3 separate regions of the Gossypium hirsutum genome follow, and all the other regions are linked to region 1. A link is a contact called in public Hi-C data. All regions are on one chromosome and are shown on one strand. Each heading gives the region's core, a stretch centred on a gene start, on an enhancer-like site or on the middle of the called end of the contact. The rest is flanking DNA. Distances are from core to core; before and after follow the strand shown. Region 1 holds the start of LOC107929283 (clathrin light chain 2). Region 2 has its middle 21 kb from the start of LOC107918754. Region 3 holds the start of LOC107918425 (kinesin-like protein KIN-7E).

What was found. Hi-C and Micro-C count contacts between places; a contact is called where the count stands out from the background.
Region 2: a contact with region 1 is called in a Hi-C map of leaf, with 4 times the contacts expected there. The contact joins the enhancer-like site here to the promoter of LOC107929283 in region 1. A contact is called at or near these places in 2 of 34 Hi-C or Micro-C datasets (hypocotyl and leaf).
Region 3: a contact with region 1 is called in a Hi-C map of hypocotyl, with 4 times the contacts expected there. The contact joins the promoter of LOC107918425 here to the promoter of LOC107929283 in region 1. A contact is called at or near these places in 11 of 34 Hi-C or Micro-C datasets (anther, callus, hypocotyl and 2 more).

What each region holds. Positions count from the first base shown.
Region 1 is chrD13:23,823,531-23,828,012 of Gossypium_hirsutum_v2.1, forward strand. It overlaps LOC107929283 (clathrin light chain 2), which reads right to left and starts at 2,570. Exons shown (of 3, transcript XM_016860655.2): 1 at 2,089-2,570; 2 at 1,737-1,890; 3 at 239-778. The coding sequence starts at 2,417. The coding sequence ends at 476.
Region 2 is chrD13:23,467,168-23,471,649 of Gossypium_hirsutum_v2.1, forward strand. It overlaps the pseudogene LOC107920458. Among protein-coding and RNA genes, the nearest start is that of LOC107918754, 21 kb to the left of the region's middle. Within about 2 kb of position 2,429, at least 9 of the 9 cell types and tissues checked have an H3K27ac peak or open chromatin away from gene starts, as enhancers often do. A contact at or near this core is called in hypocotyl and leaf, where this site is marked.
Region 3 is chrD13:24,093,392-24,097,873 of Gossypium_hirsutum_v2.1, forward strand. It overlaps LOC107918425 (kinesin-like protein KIN-7E), which reads left to right and starts at 1,976. Exons shown (of 13, transcript XM_041108915.1): 1 at 1,976-3,281; 2 at 3,563-3,658; 3 at 3,772-3,872; 4 at 3,987-4,100; 5 at 4,171-4,252; 6 at 4,351-4,418. The coding sequence starts at 3,053.

The sequences.
Region 1 (4,482 bases), core at 1,320-3,819:
AGCAACGAAAAGAAGCTTTAATATCAAACCATTGCGAAAATTTCTTTTAAGTACTAACTAGAAAAAAAAAATTTTGAGAGAGAATAGGTATGAAGCCTTAAAAAATAAAATTAGTCGGGCTTGGGCGAAGGTGAGCTATATCTTTAAGTAAAGGCTATTTCTTCCTTGAAGGAAGAATAGCTGAAAGTCGAACCTCAAGAGGAAGATACGGATAGACCAAACATTGGCTTTGAGAGAATGGTCCAAGGCAAAGCAATAGCTACCATACAGAAAATATTCACACAGATGGGCCAAAGAACAAAAGGTTTGGTTCACAAACACAACTGCTAGATGCCTAATTTGAGATGATGCTCGTAAGTACAACCTTCAAACAGAATGCAAAGGAAGGGTTATACAAACTAATTAATATCATAATCACACCGATTACTTGTCAGCCCTCGACAGCTTCATTCTGAAACTCAACCAAGCACAGCTCTCAAGCAGCGGAAACCGTCTCTGTATTAGTTACAGCTGCCACCTTTGGGGGTGGCGGCATTTGGGGCTTCAAGTGGGGAGGTGGACTGTGCTTCAGCTTCACAAGTATCTGTCGCATCCTTGAGAGATCAGTTGGCTTTCCAGGTTTAGGTCCCTGTATCACAACGATGGAAGGTTTCTTTTCTTTATCCTTCTTTCCCCGCTTCTCTATAGTTGGCACCTCATGCGGGATAAGCTCTGCAATTGCCTTCCAGTAATTTTTCTCAGCTACAGCGTGGAACTTCTCTCGGTTTTCCAAGCATTGCTACCAAATGTGATCCAAAATATGAAATATAAATTTGAGTCATCTCAATGGATACTTACATCGGAAAGAGCAACATACTATTACGAGTCAACCACCAAGAGGATTCAATTACACAAAAAGCTTCAAATCAGTTCCAACAGGTCAACTTTTGGACAACACTGACATACATATACACACTCCCATTAACTTCAGAACCAGCTCAGTTACCAGTTACATTCAACCCAGACCAACACCATATATTTTAGTTATTACCTTTATTTTCTGAAGAATTGAAGTTCATGAACTAAAAACAAACAAAATAATTAAATAATCCCCATTAGTCTTTCTCCACATAATTAAACATACCTGTGAAAACACTAAGCCTTGATAGAGGAGAAATAAAATCCCAAAAATAAAAAATTGGAGTAGAAAAATTTTAAAAATATAGTGTGCTTGATAAAAAGATAAAAAATAACCAAAAAATTAATAATTTTATTTCCATTCAATTCATTACTCCATAAAATTTGAAAAATGGGGAGAAAAGACTTTTTAAAAATTCATAATTTGAACTAATTTAAAATTCCCTGATTTACTCTCTCTTAACATTCAAATTAATTTTTTTATACATTAGCATGACAAATAATTATGTTTCTTTGTTGTCCTTTTTCTCACTTCTCTTTTCTTGCTAAAACACACGTAATGATGAATGGGCTCACTCTAGCGGACTTCTCCTACATTTCCACTTCATCTTTGCTTTCTATGTTTTCACTCAACTAAGAAAACGCTAAACCTCGAAAAAGAAGCAAGGACTGATTACACTTACATGACACTATTAGTAAATCCAAGTTCCTAACCCTTCAATCACAAAATTTGCAGTCTGACATACCATAATTACAACACCAAAATTTCATAATGTGAAATTGATGGGCAGAACATACAGTACATTCAATGGAGTTAAGAATTTTGATTGATGTATCACCTTCTCCTTGTCTCTGTTGGAGGCTTTTTTATTTTCAACAGCTATACTTATCTTCCTATAGAATTCAACTTTGTACTCCTCTGCTTCCTTTATTATTTGCTCCAACGTCTCCTTCTCTTTCTTTCCCTTCTCCTCCAGTCGAATCACGTTTTGCCTGGCAATCCATAAATCCAATCTCATCAACAACTCAACGTTAAAGCTAACTTTATCATCTTCATAAAAATAATGAATTATATAATTAATAAAAAAAGAGCCTTCCATATTTATTAATCATACACAATTTAGCTGGATAGTTTTAAAAGTTTGAACAATCAAATGAATGGAAATGAAGTTCAACTAGTGGTAAACTTACCTGCGCCACTCTCTCAAAGCAGAGCCTTCTTCTGGCCCCATCTCAGCAGGCGGTGGCAAGATTGGTCCATCCGATCCTCCGAACTCTCCGTTCAATCCTTTTTCGTTCTGCTCCGATGAGAAAGCAGAGTTTCCACCACCGCCACTGTAGATCGGAGGTGTTTCAGGTATTGATTGAGATGAGAAGACATCATCTCCGGTACCGTAGGAGAACATCGGAGGGGAATCAGCTACTGAGTCCTTAACCGAGTGGGCGTCGAAGGACTGGAACTGGTGGGAAGCGAGGCGAGGGTCGTAGCCTAAGTAGCCATCGTCATCAAAAGACGACATCGATTTTGAAGGGTTTCGTTGTCCCGACCCTACCCTACGTGATTGCTGCCGTTTCAGTAAATCTCTCTGTTTGTGCTTCTAGTTCCTCTGTGCGGTCTCCTAAGAAATGCATTCTCGAACCAAAAAAGTAAGTGGCAGAGAATTGACAGATGGCAGCCAATAAATGGATGCAATCTAAAATTTTTTAATGATGAAATTGAGATTTTAAGTTATTCTTATCCTAATATATATATTTTAATATTTTTAGCTGGATTTAAATAATAAAATTTTAATTTAAAATTAGAAAAAGTTTTTTTCATTTAAAATTTAGAATTTAGATTTTATTTATTAGGTAGCTGGAAAAAGTGAAAGGTATATATTATGAATAAATGATTGAGAATAAAAAAATATAAAAGTATGGATTTATTAAATTTAAAAATATTATGGGTAGTGTTTGAGAATTGAAATTTGAATTTAGATATCAAAATTTTGAATTTTGAAATTTATGATTTTATTATTTTTAAACTCTTTGTTTGAGAATTAAAATATTTGAAATTCAGTATTTTGAATTAATAATTCTAATTTAAATTTGGATTTTAATTAAGTCTAAATCCTAAAAACATTTTTTTTAAATAATTATTTAGGAGGATTTTTCAACATTGTTACTTGAATTGAGTTGGATCGGTTCGTCAGATTGGGAACTAGTCAAGGTACTAGTAAAGATATTAGATCAATTGACTCAAGAAATAGTACAGACTAGTTGATTGGGTGGTTGAACCAAAATCTTTTTATTTTTATAATTTTTTAATGATTTATTTATTAGAATCAGACGGATCAATCAAACCGATCGAACCGGTTGGACTAGAAAACTAGTGATCTAATCAGTTTGACGACAAGTTTAGTTCTGAATACTTTAATTTTGAATGAAAAAAATGCATTTTCCACTTTGTATGAACAATAGAAGAGAAGATTGATTGTTTCTATATATTCTTTCAAATAATTTTTTTTGAATCATGCATTGGCAACAAAATGTAACTTCCTAATTTAATATTTTTATAGTTTTCTAGGTTAAAATATTAAAAAGAACTCTCAAGTCATTTATACTTTGTTTACACTTGAATAAAATCATATTGTAACACCTCTCGCCCGACCCGGTCGTGGGACCCAAGTTATACAAAGCTACAACAATTACCAGAACATTCACACACAAATATGTAACACCCCTACCCAGTTCGATCGTCAGACTCGAGCGAGAAGATGCGATGACAAATTTTAGAACAATTATATGTAATTCCTAATAAAAATATTCAATTAAACATTAATTGATTACATACATTCACACTAAATTATTCTTTGCAAACCAAATCGAGTTTAAATTGAGCTTACGAAAGCTCTAGAATTGTAACACCCCTCACCCGCCTTCGTCACCAGATTAGGGTTACGGAAGGCTACAGTAAATAACATAACAGAATCATGCTATTTCATTTCAAAATTTATTTAAACAATCATTAATCATCAAACATTCATTCAAAACATGTTATTCATACTCAATCAGGATTAAATCGAGCTTGTGAAAGGTCTAAAAACAATTCAAAACTAAGCAAAGACTAATTTGAAACATTTCAGGAAAAAAGTGATAAAAATACAAAACAGGGGTCATACGGCCGTGTGGCTAGGCTAAGGCTGTGTATTGTAGGGTCACATGATCATGTCGCCAGGATGTGTAACTAACTGTGGCCGTGTAGACTTAATTGTAAAACATTGCAAACAATCACGCGATCGTGTAGCTGGGCCGTGTGAAAGACAGAGACTATGTCAATAATCTTGTATATAATTTACCAGTGGCACACGACCGTGTCAACCGAACGTGTGTGACACACAATCGTGTGGTAGACTGTGTAACATCAAAATGACCATTTTACAAATGATGCAATCCAAACCTTTTCACATTACCAAAACACAAGTTTAAGTGCATTTTATCCTACCTAAATAACTTCATAAACTCAATTCAAAACATGATATAATACAACCTAATAGTTGTAACACCCCTAACTCTTCTCCATCGTTGGATTAGAGTTACAAAGTA
Region 2 (4,482 bases), core at 1,179-3,678, 360 kb before region 1:
GCTCCAAGCACACAGGTCTACACGGGCAAGTTCTGTATGTTCTTAATACTTCTTAGGAATCATTCTAGGGAAATTCTTGTGACTGGAAATTGCCATTGGTGATAAGACTGAGCAGGAGATGAATTGCCATTGGTGATAAGACTGAGCAGGAGATGATTTGAAATGGGAGATTATATAGAAAAGGAAAACTATGCTAAGGATCTATCTGATATGATAGCCAGAAGCAGCATATACATAATTCTGATTTAAGAAAGCAGAACCAGGAAAATATACCTCCTGATTGAAGTTCAATATCAGAAGTTATCTTCAAAGGTAAGTGCCACTGAAACAGAATTTCAGCATCCAAATGACAAGAAGCACTAACATTGAGTTTAATATATATGAATGTGCTCAAAAAGACAAATTCAAATATCATTTATTGGATCATCAAACTTCGGCAGTTGATGCAAAGAATATTTCCAACAAGTATCCCCAGGTAATGGCAGCATAAAACTTTAATAACAAGACAGATTGGCATGCTTACCATTTAATAATGGCAACTCTGAGAGTCAACAGAGAACCACTTCCATGACATGTTTTACATTGTAGTAAGCCACGAGATCCACAAGTTGCACAAGGAATCTTTCCTTTTCCATCACAATTTGTGCATATGCAGAGATATAATCACCAGTGAAAAGTGATTAATGTAAAAGACTCAATACCTAGGAAGAAAAAAGTGTGAGATTAGTAAGAAACTAACTAGAAAATTAAAGGCTGGAATGTTATATATGGGGTTTATTGCCCAGAAATTTCAAACTAGAATACCCATACAGAAGTTGAGGTATGCTAATTAAACACGGTTTCCTGAAATCATTCATGGTTGTAACGTACAATAAAGATAAACCATATGATTCATATGTTTGAACCAGTAGGCAACCATTTTGAAGGATAGTTTAATAAAATAAAGAAGAAACTGCTCACATAGTGTCTGATCCATCTCTGTGAGCAATTAATCCCCGTCCATAGCAAGCAGGGCACTGGGACATCTGATTTTGCTTATAAAATCCAGGTTCCTGGTCCGCATTGCATGTTGGACATGCAATATCTCCTCGTCCTGCACAACCTGCAGATCTTTTTCTTAAACATTAATCCAAAGGCAAAGCTAAGCACTACTGCTATGACATGTATAAATGGTGAAGCAAGAAGCATTAGCGTGACAGGAAAGAGATGCAAAAAACGAAGTAAACGAAACAGCTATTAAGAACCTTAAAAAGGCAAATATTTTGTGTACTAGACAAAATTTAAGATGTAAAAACCTCCAGTATTAATCCCATAGGCCACATTATTTCAGTAGCATTACCTGAACATTTCTCAACGGTCTCGCAACGAGGAATCTTGACTCGTGTTTCCTTATAAGGTACATAGAGAGCAGGGAATTGTGATCTTAGATCCAATTCCCAAAGAACAAGTTCAGGACCTTTATCCTTTCCATCAATGTTGCCACCATGGTAAGGTTCTGTTTCTCTGACTACTTCCCTCTCCTCTAAGAAAGTTTCTAGAGTCCCCACGTAAACATTGCAATCCTCAACAGCATGGATCTTCCATGTTCGAGCAGGACGACTCCCCCAACAGCATCGATGGCCGACATGATCGATGAGCAATTCTCGTATCTCTACCTCGTCCAATAATTGCCTGCATGTACATCACTAATTTAATCAGTGTATGCTACTAGCTGATGTTTAAGCATTCAAGGGTGTTCCAAAAACTATCCTACTTATTATAACAAGGGGTGTTTACCTCCGAAAATCATTGGAGTATGTGCCATAGTCTGTTGTGTAAGGACCTTGATGGAGGATAGCTTCCTCTGGAACAAGTAATTAAATCAGCAAACTGTAAGAGTTCACAACTTACCCAACATTAACAACCCAGTATCCGATATTTAATTCAGGAATGAACAATCTAAAGCAACTCAAATTCTGGACTTCATAACCAAAAAGATAAAACCTTTCCCAGCTTATATTGGAGATACCGTTAGGAAGGGGCTCGGGGGAGTTGATAAAAGGAGCGTGAATGGATGGCGGGTAATGGCCGGAAAATGAAGTGGCTGACCGAATCTCTTTGATACTAACTTCCGCTCCCGCCAAAGAAGTTGTTGGAATCACCGACCCAGTTCTCCCCACGTACTGATACGACCGCAACCTCTCGCTCTCTTCAGTTTCACTTTTTTCTCTTAAAAACCCACTCTTCAGTTTCACTTCTTTTCTCTTAAAAACCCAAGATTTATGAAGGACCGGTCCATCATTACCATTGTAATAGCCCATTTTTGCCCGGCCCATTCAAAATAAGACCAACCCAAATACTCATTACACCAATCCAAAATAGACCCAAATAATAACAGGCCCAATACAAACCCAAATACAATATCGGCCCAATAAGGACCAAGTGTGCAAACCCTAACCTAATCCTAAGCAACAGTTAACAGCAAGTTAGCAGCCGAATAGTCCAGGTGCCACCATCGCCCCCACGTCGCTGCTCCCACGTCACGGTAACCGCCCACGTTCAGCAGCTTCTGCACACGACCTCTCGCCAGTGGTACCTGCAATAAGCCATGAACAGCAAACAATAGGCGATAAACGGGGAAAATAACAACAAAATGAAGAGGGGAGCGTTGGTTTATTATAGGCTATATAAAGCCAATTGTTTTTTTTGTAATGGGGGTTAGCAAATTTTTGTATTGAAAAAAATAAAAAAAAGGAAAATACAAGAGAGAAAATTTTTTTTGAAAGGCGACAGATTTTGGCTTTGTTTTTTTCTGTTCTTTTACTGTTTTTGTTTTTACTTTGTTTTTTTCCTTTTGTTTCTTAAAACAACGAAAATAAACGAAATAACGAGGAAAAAGAGAAGTTTCTTACCAGTAGAGGCGCGCCGTCGGCATTCTTGCTAGTTCTCGGCGTGAGGAGCGGGGAAGGGACTGGTTGCTGTGGCTGCATTTGAAATAGAATAATTTTTAGGGTTTGAAATGGGTTTTATTGGCTGCAAATGAAATGGATTTCAACTTTTAAACATTGATGGGTTATTTTTGTTTTTAATCCTTTCATTTTATCCTATCATTTCAAAACCATTTTTTTTATGTTTTCAAATTTTTCCATGAAATACCGAATCTGTTTTATTTTAGTCCAGTGCTGTGCAGTGTTTTTGGGTAATTTGTTCCTTCGGCCCTCCCCCTGTTACGCGTGTTTTAAATTACTCCCTCTCTTATTTTATTTTCAAATTCAGCTCTCAAATTCTGTTTGGTTTTTTAAATTTAACCCTTAATTTGTTTTTTTAGTTTTTTATTATATTGTCTATATTCTTATTAGTTTATTATTATTATTATTTATTATATCGTATATTATTATTATTATTATTATTATTCTTATATATACATGCGCATATATATGTTAAATATATATGTATATTTTAAGCGTTTTTTTAACTATATACATATATTATATACATATTTTATTATTATTATTTTATTTTCATAGCTTTATATATATGTATATACGTTTATAGTTTATAGTACTTATACATCTTTCATATTTTATAATCTATATATATATATATGTTTATATATCCTTTGTTATATATGTGTATTTTTACATTATTCAAATTATTATAAATATATTTTCCACGTTTTTTTCTTATATATACATATACATATATATATTTATATTTATATAATTTACAAATATATATTTATATATTTTTCTTTTTTTCCTTTTTTCGTAAATGCATGCATGTATTTTATAAATATTTTCTTATTGTTTTATTTTCATGACTTTTGTATTCATATATATATGCACTAACATTTTATAATACATATGCATTTTTTTATATTTTATATCCATACATATTTTCAAAATTTACTTACATATCATTTATATATATACTTTGTAAATACATATACACACATAATTTAAATTAATATATTTGTTTCATATTGCATTGACATTTTAACACATTTTTCAAATACATTTTGATTTTGTCAAAACGTTAATCATTTTTTATGATTCAAAGGTTTTCAAAAATAAAAACGATATTCAAAGTTAGGGATTTTCGAGAAAAATTGAGCCCCAACGTATTGGGTTCCGATTTTCTTTGTTAATTCCAAATAATCGAGAATATTCGTTATTTAAAATATATAAGTAAAAATCATTTTTGGGAACTTAGTTTGTTATGTCCTAACGTATTGGGCATGACATAATTGCTTCCTCGAAATGAAGATTTACTTATAAAGCAAAAGTGATATTCAAAGTTCGAGGATTTTTGAGAAATTGTACCCTAACGTATTGGGTCTCAATTTCTTCGTATGACTTGAATAATTGATTATCCTTTTCAAATTTCAACATTTGATTTTAAAAAAAAACCTTTTTGACTCTCGACATTAAGACATCAAATAATCAATTTGGTACCAATTTTGGACGTTACGAGGGTGCTAACCCTTCCTCGTACGTAACTGAC
Region 3 (4,482 bases), core at 726-3,225, 270 kb after region 1:
ATTTGATTTTAATTGTTGAATACATGGACTGTTGACAATGGAAAAATATTCATGTAAATCATCCCAAAAAGTTTTCACATTATCATAATTGGAAAGCATCGATCTTACCTCTAGATCTATAAGATTGAGAATCCAGGATACAAGTATACAATAGATGGTAACCCAATCATCCTTCGAGCAAGGGAGAACAAGATCTGTAACGGTACCGTCAAGAAATCCAAATTTGTGTCGAGAATACAAAGAGACACGAATAACAAAAGCCCTGTCATCAAAATTATCGAGCTTTAATCGAATAGGAGTAATAAAGTCACCCAGTTGATCTTGAGGACCCAAGAAAAATGGAGAATTAGGTTCAATTTTAGATGGTGGCGGTGGAAGAGGAGGAGGAGAAGTCTCGCCGCCAGCCATTTAGAATGATAAAAAAATTTTGTATCAGAAACTTTGCTCTGATGCCATGAAAAGAATAAATTAATCTCTTGAATTTTATTGATAAAACTCAACGGTACATATATATCTATACAATCATAGTTACGTAGGAATCAAATTACTAAAATATAATATCCCATAATAATATCTTATAATATCCTATTAGGAATCAATTTGCTAAGAGTTAATATCCTATAATATCCTATTAGGAATCAATTTGCTAAAAGATAATATCCCATAATATCTTAACATGGGAAAAAATCGACTAATAGGGAGGAAAAAGATCGATTTACAAGGACAAAAAATTTTGAAAAATACAGGCCAAAAAAAGGTACAACAATTTAAAAGCATAGAAAGAACTAACCTTAATGGATGAAATCATCTTGCAAATGAATCTCCATAGTTGTTTTTTGTAGATTCACCTTGGATTTTTTTTTTTTAGATTTACTTTGGACTTTGGACTTTGGAGATGAAAGGCAAAATAGAAGAATGGAAACTACTGATATATTAACACTCCTGTTAGGTTTGAGAGCATGTGGCAAAGGGAGTAATTTTTGAGTAAGCATGGTCAAATATGTCATTCCACATATCTCATTCCCAATCAGCCGTGAAAAGCGTTGCCCATCCCAACATTTTTTGTTTTGGAAATTTTAGCTCAACAAACTCTTACACACCTTCATTCACCAAACACTACAATTAGAGGGTTTGATTATTCAATCCTCCATTTGTGCCCAAACAGCTAAAAAAATCCAAAACTCTATCGAACACCCCAAAAGGAATTTTGACATTAGTCTAAATTCCCCACCTTAGTCCTTTTACTGTTCAAACTTTTAAAATTAATCTTTATGCTTTTTTAATAAGGGTACAAGGTATAGGTTGTTTAAGAATTGTACTCAAGATCATTGTTAATTAAAGACCTGCACACAAATATTTTATTATTTCACATGTGGTTTAATTGACTTGTCCTTATGTTTTTAATTTAATAAATTTAGTCCTCTACTTGTTTGATTTAAAAACTAAAGTTCAATTGATAATACTATTAATTATTTTTCTTCAAATTTGAAAATGTGTTATTGATTTAGCTTTAAATTTTAAATCATGCCCTTAATTTAGAATATCACATATTTAAATTTAACTAAATTTCATTAAAAATTTTATCAATTGGATTTTAGTTTTTAAATCAAATAAGTACATGGACTAAATTTGTATAGTTAAAAATAGAAAGCCTAAGTTTCAAATATTCACAAGTATAGGGACTGAGAGCATAATTAAACCTTTGATGTTTAACAATATAGCGGTCGATTGAACGGTGCATCGCGATGGAAAGTTACATTAACTGACAAGAAAACTTAAAGACCACGTGGCGAGACACAAGCTTATATCAAAAAGCAAGGGTAAAATAGTAATTGACCTTGCCCCAAACACGCAAGGAAGAGAAAAACTTCAAAAGACGCTCCCCCTTCCCGATCCTGCTGTCCCATTTTTACCCTTGGTTTAAATTGACATTCTCCATTTTATCCTTTCGTTTTTTTCAACTTTATTCGACGCGTAGAGTCATAGCACCTTCGATTTCGCTTCTTCAGTGTTTCTTTTTTGCTCTTCCAAGTCACGTATCTTCTCTTCCCCTTCGATGAATTTTTAGTTTTAAATTTAAATTCATTAAAAATTGACAAGTGGATTGATTTTGTTTTCGTATGTAAGACTGTTGTTTTTTGGGGGGTGATTTTGATTTCTGAATTTAGAAATTGACCATTTAAAGAAATCGTTACTACTTAATACTGCTGGCGTTTTTAAAAAAAATCCAGAAAATTTTGGATTCTTACGTTATTCGAATCAAATTCTATTGTTTATCATTTTTAAACGATTTTTTAGATTTTATTCGGTTAGGATTTTGCAGAGCTCGAGTTTTGAGGTGGAAAGTATACGGTTATGGAATCAGATCAGAGAGCATAATGGAGGGAAATTGAAACTGTTTTGGTACTAAAGTTGGTACTAGTTCTTTTAAACTGAACCGCCATTTTCGTTTCAAGGGAAAAGAAAACAAAACAAACAGAAATGAGAAAATGAGTAAAACTTTTTATTATTATTAATTTATCAGTATAAACTATAAAGTTGAAGATTTTCATTGCTTGACTATTAAGCATAGTTGGTGACCACTAGGGAAAGTTTTCTGCTCTTTCAAGAATTAAAACTTAAAAATTGAGTGTTTTTTTTTTCTTGGGGGGTTAGGAAGAGATCTTTTCATCTTAACTACTAGTTCTCATTGACATTTGTTTTTGTTTTTTAAAAATGGTTAATTTAAGTGATGTTTAACCTTAAAAGTAGAATATAAAAAGCAAATCATTTTCATGTTGGTTAGATAAAAGTCTATAATTAGCTCGTTGTTGCTGATATAATCAGTAATTAGTCTTTATACTTATGGATCGTTTTCTATAGTTAGTTGGATTTTATAATCATGATTAGCTTCTTTTAGCAGATAGGCTTATGGTTGTGAAAGGATTGGCCTAAGCTTTAATATATATTTAGCAACCCCAACAACCTTGAGAACCTGCAAATTCATGGCTCTTTTTTTCACTTAACGCCTAGTAGGGTGAGTAACAAGAAAAGTGGAGTAGGAAAAAGAAAAATGGGGGCAATTGGTGGGGAAGAGTTAAAGCAGGTGGAGAAAGAACAAAAGGCGCAAATGGCAGGTGCTCGAGAGGAGAGGATTCTTGTTGTGGTGAGGTTGAGGCCTTTGAGTGACAAGGAAATTATAGCAAATGAAGTTGCTGATTGGGAATGCATCAATGACAACACTATCCTATATCGGAACACCCTCCGGGAAGGGTCCACATTCCCGTCTGCCTATACATTTGGTAAGCAAATTCTTTCATTTTTCGGGTCAAACCATTTTTTATTCCCTTAAACTAGTGACAGCCAACTCTCAGTTTCTAACTCATATTTTCTGAAGTTAGTATTCTTTTTTTTCTATGATATATTCTTTAATTGTTGAGATCTTGATTTCATTTTGTATTACACACATTCATGGTAAAAGTTGTTTCTGTTATATGCTTGGGATTTGGAAGCAGCTTTGTTCAATAAAGTTTCATATATGAGACTTATGTTGCTGTCTCTTTTTTCTTCCTTTATATGTTAGGAACAGATAGAGTATTTCGGGGTGATTGCTTAACAAAGCAAGTATACGAGGAAGGAGCCAAGGAGGTTGCAGTTTCAGTCGTTAATGGTATTAATTGTAAGTAGTGGTATTGGCAATTAGGCATCTTGGTGTTTCGTCTCTTTTGTTAAACTACTTGGTGAGGAAAAAACAGTTTTTTTCTAACAAATTTTCTTCCTTCTGTTCCACAGCTACTATTTTTGCATATGGGCAAACTAGCAGTGGGAAGACGTATACCATGACTGGAATAACTGAGTATACTGTCGCAGATATATTTGACTACATAAACAGAGTAATGAAAGTTTTGACTCATCTTAGTTCCACCATGTTTTTATGTCTGTTGCATCTTTCCCGTGCCTATTATTTCGAAGTTTTTTTTTACTTACTACTGATGTCATCATTGCAACACAAGGAGAGAGCATTTGTTTTGAAGTTCTCAGCAATTGAGATATACAATGAAGCAATTAGAGACCTCCTAAGCTCCGAAAACACTCAACTTAAGCCGCGTGATGATCCTGAGGTGAATAAGGACATTTCTATTACTTTCAGTTTACTGAGTTATGTTTGATCTAACAAGTTCTTTTCATCAGAGAGGACTCATTGTGGAAAAAGTTATAGAGGAAGTGCTGAGGGACTGGAACCATTTAAAAGAACTCCTATCTATTTGTGAAGGTAAAGTAGTTTAAAGAGTCCTATGTTTACTGAATGATGTTGCACACTTGCACCTTCATTTATAATCATTAACTTTTTAATGCGTTGCAATGTTACAGCTCAAAGAAAGATAGGAGAGACCTCATTGAACGAGAGAAGCTCCAGATCTCATCGAATTATAAGATTGGTACCCTCCTCTTCCCTTCTCTACCTTTTGCTTTAATGCCTAATTGAGAATAGCTTATGTGTAG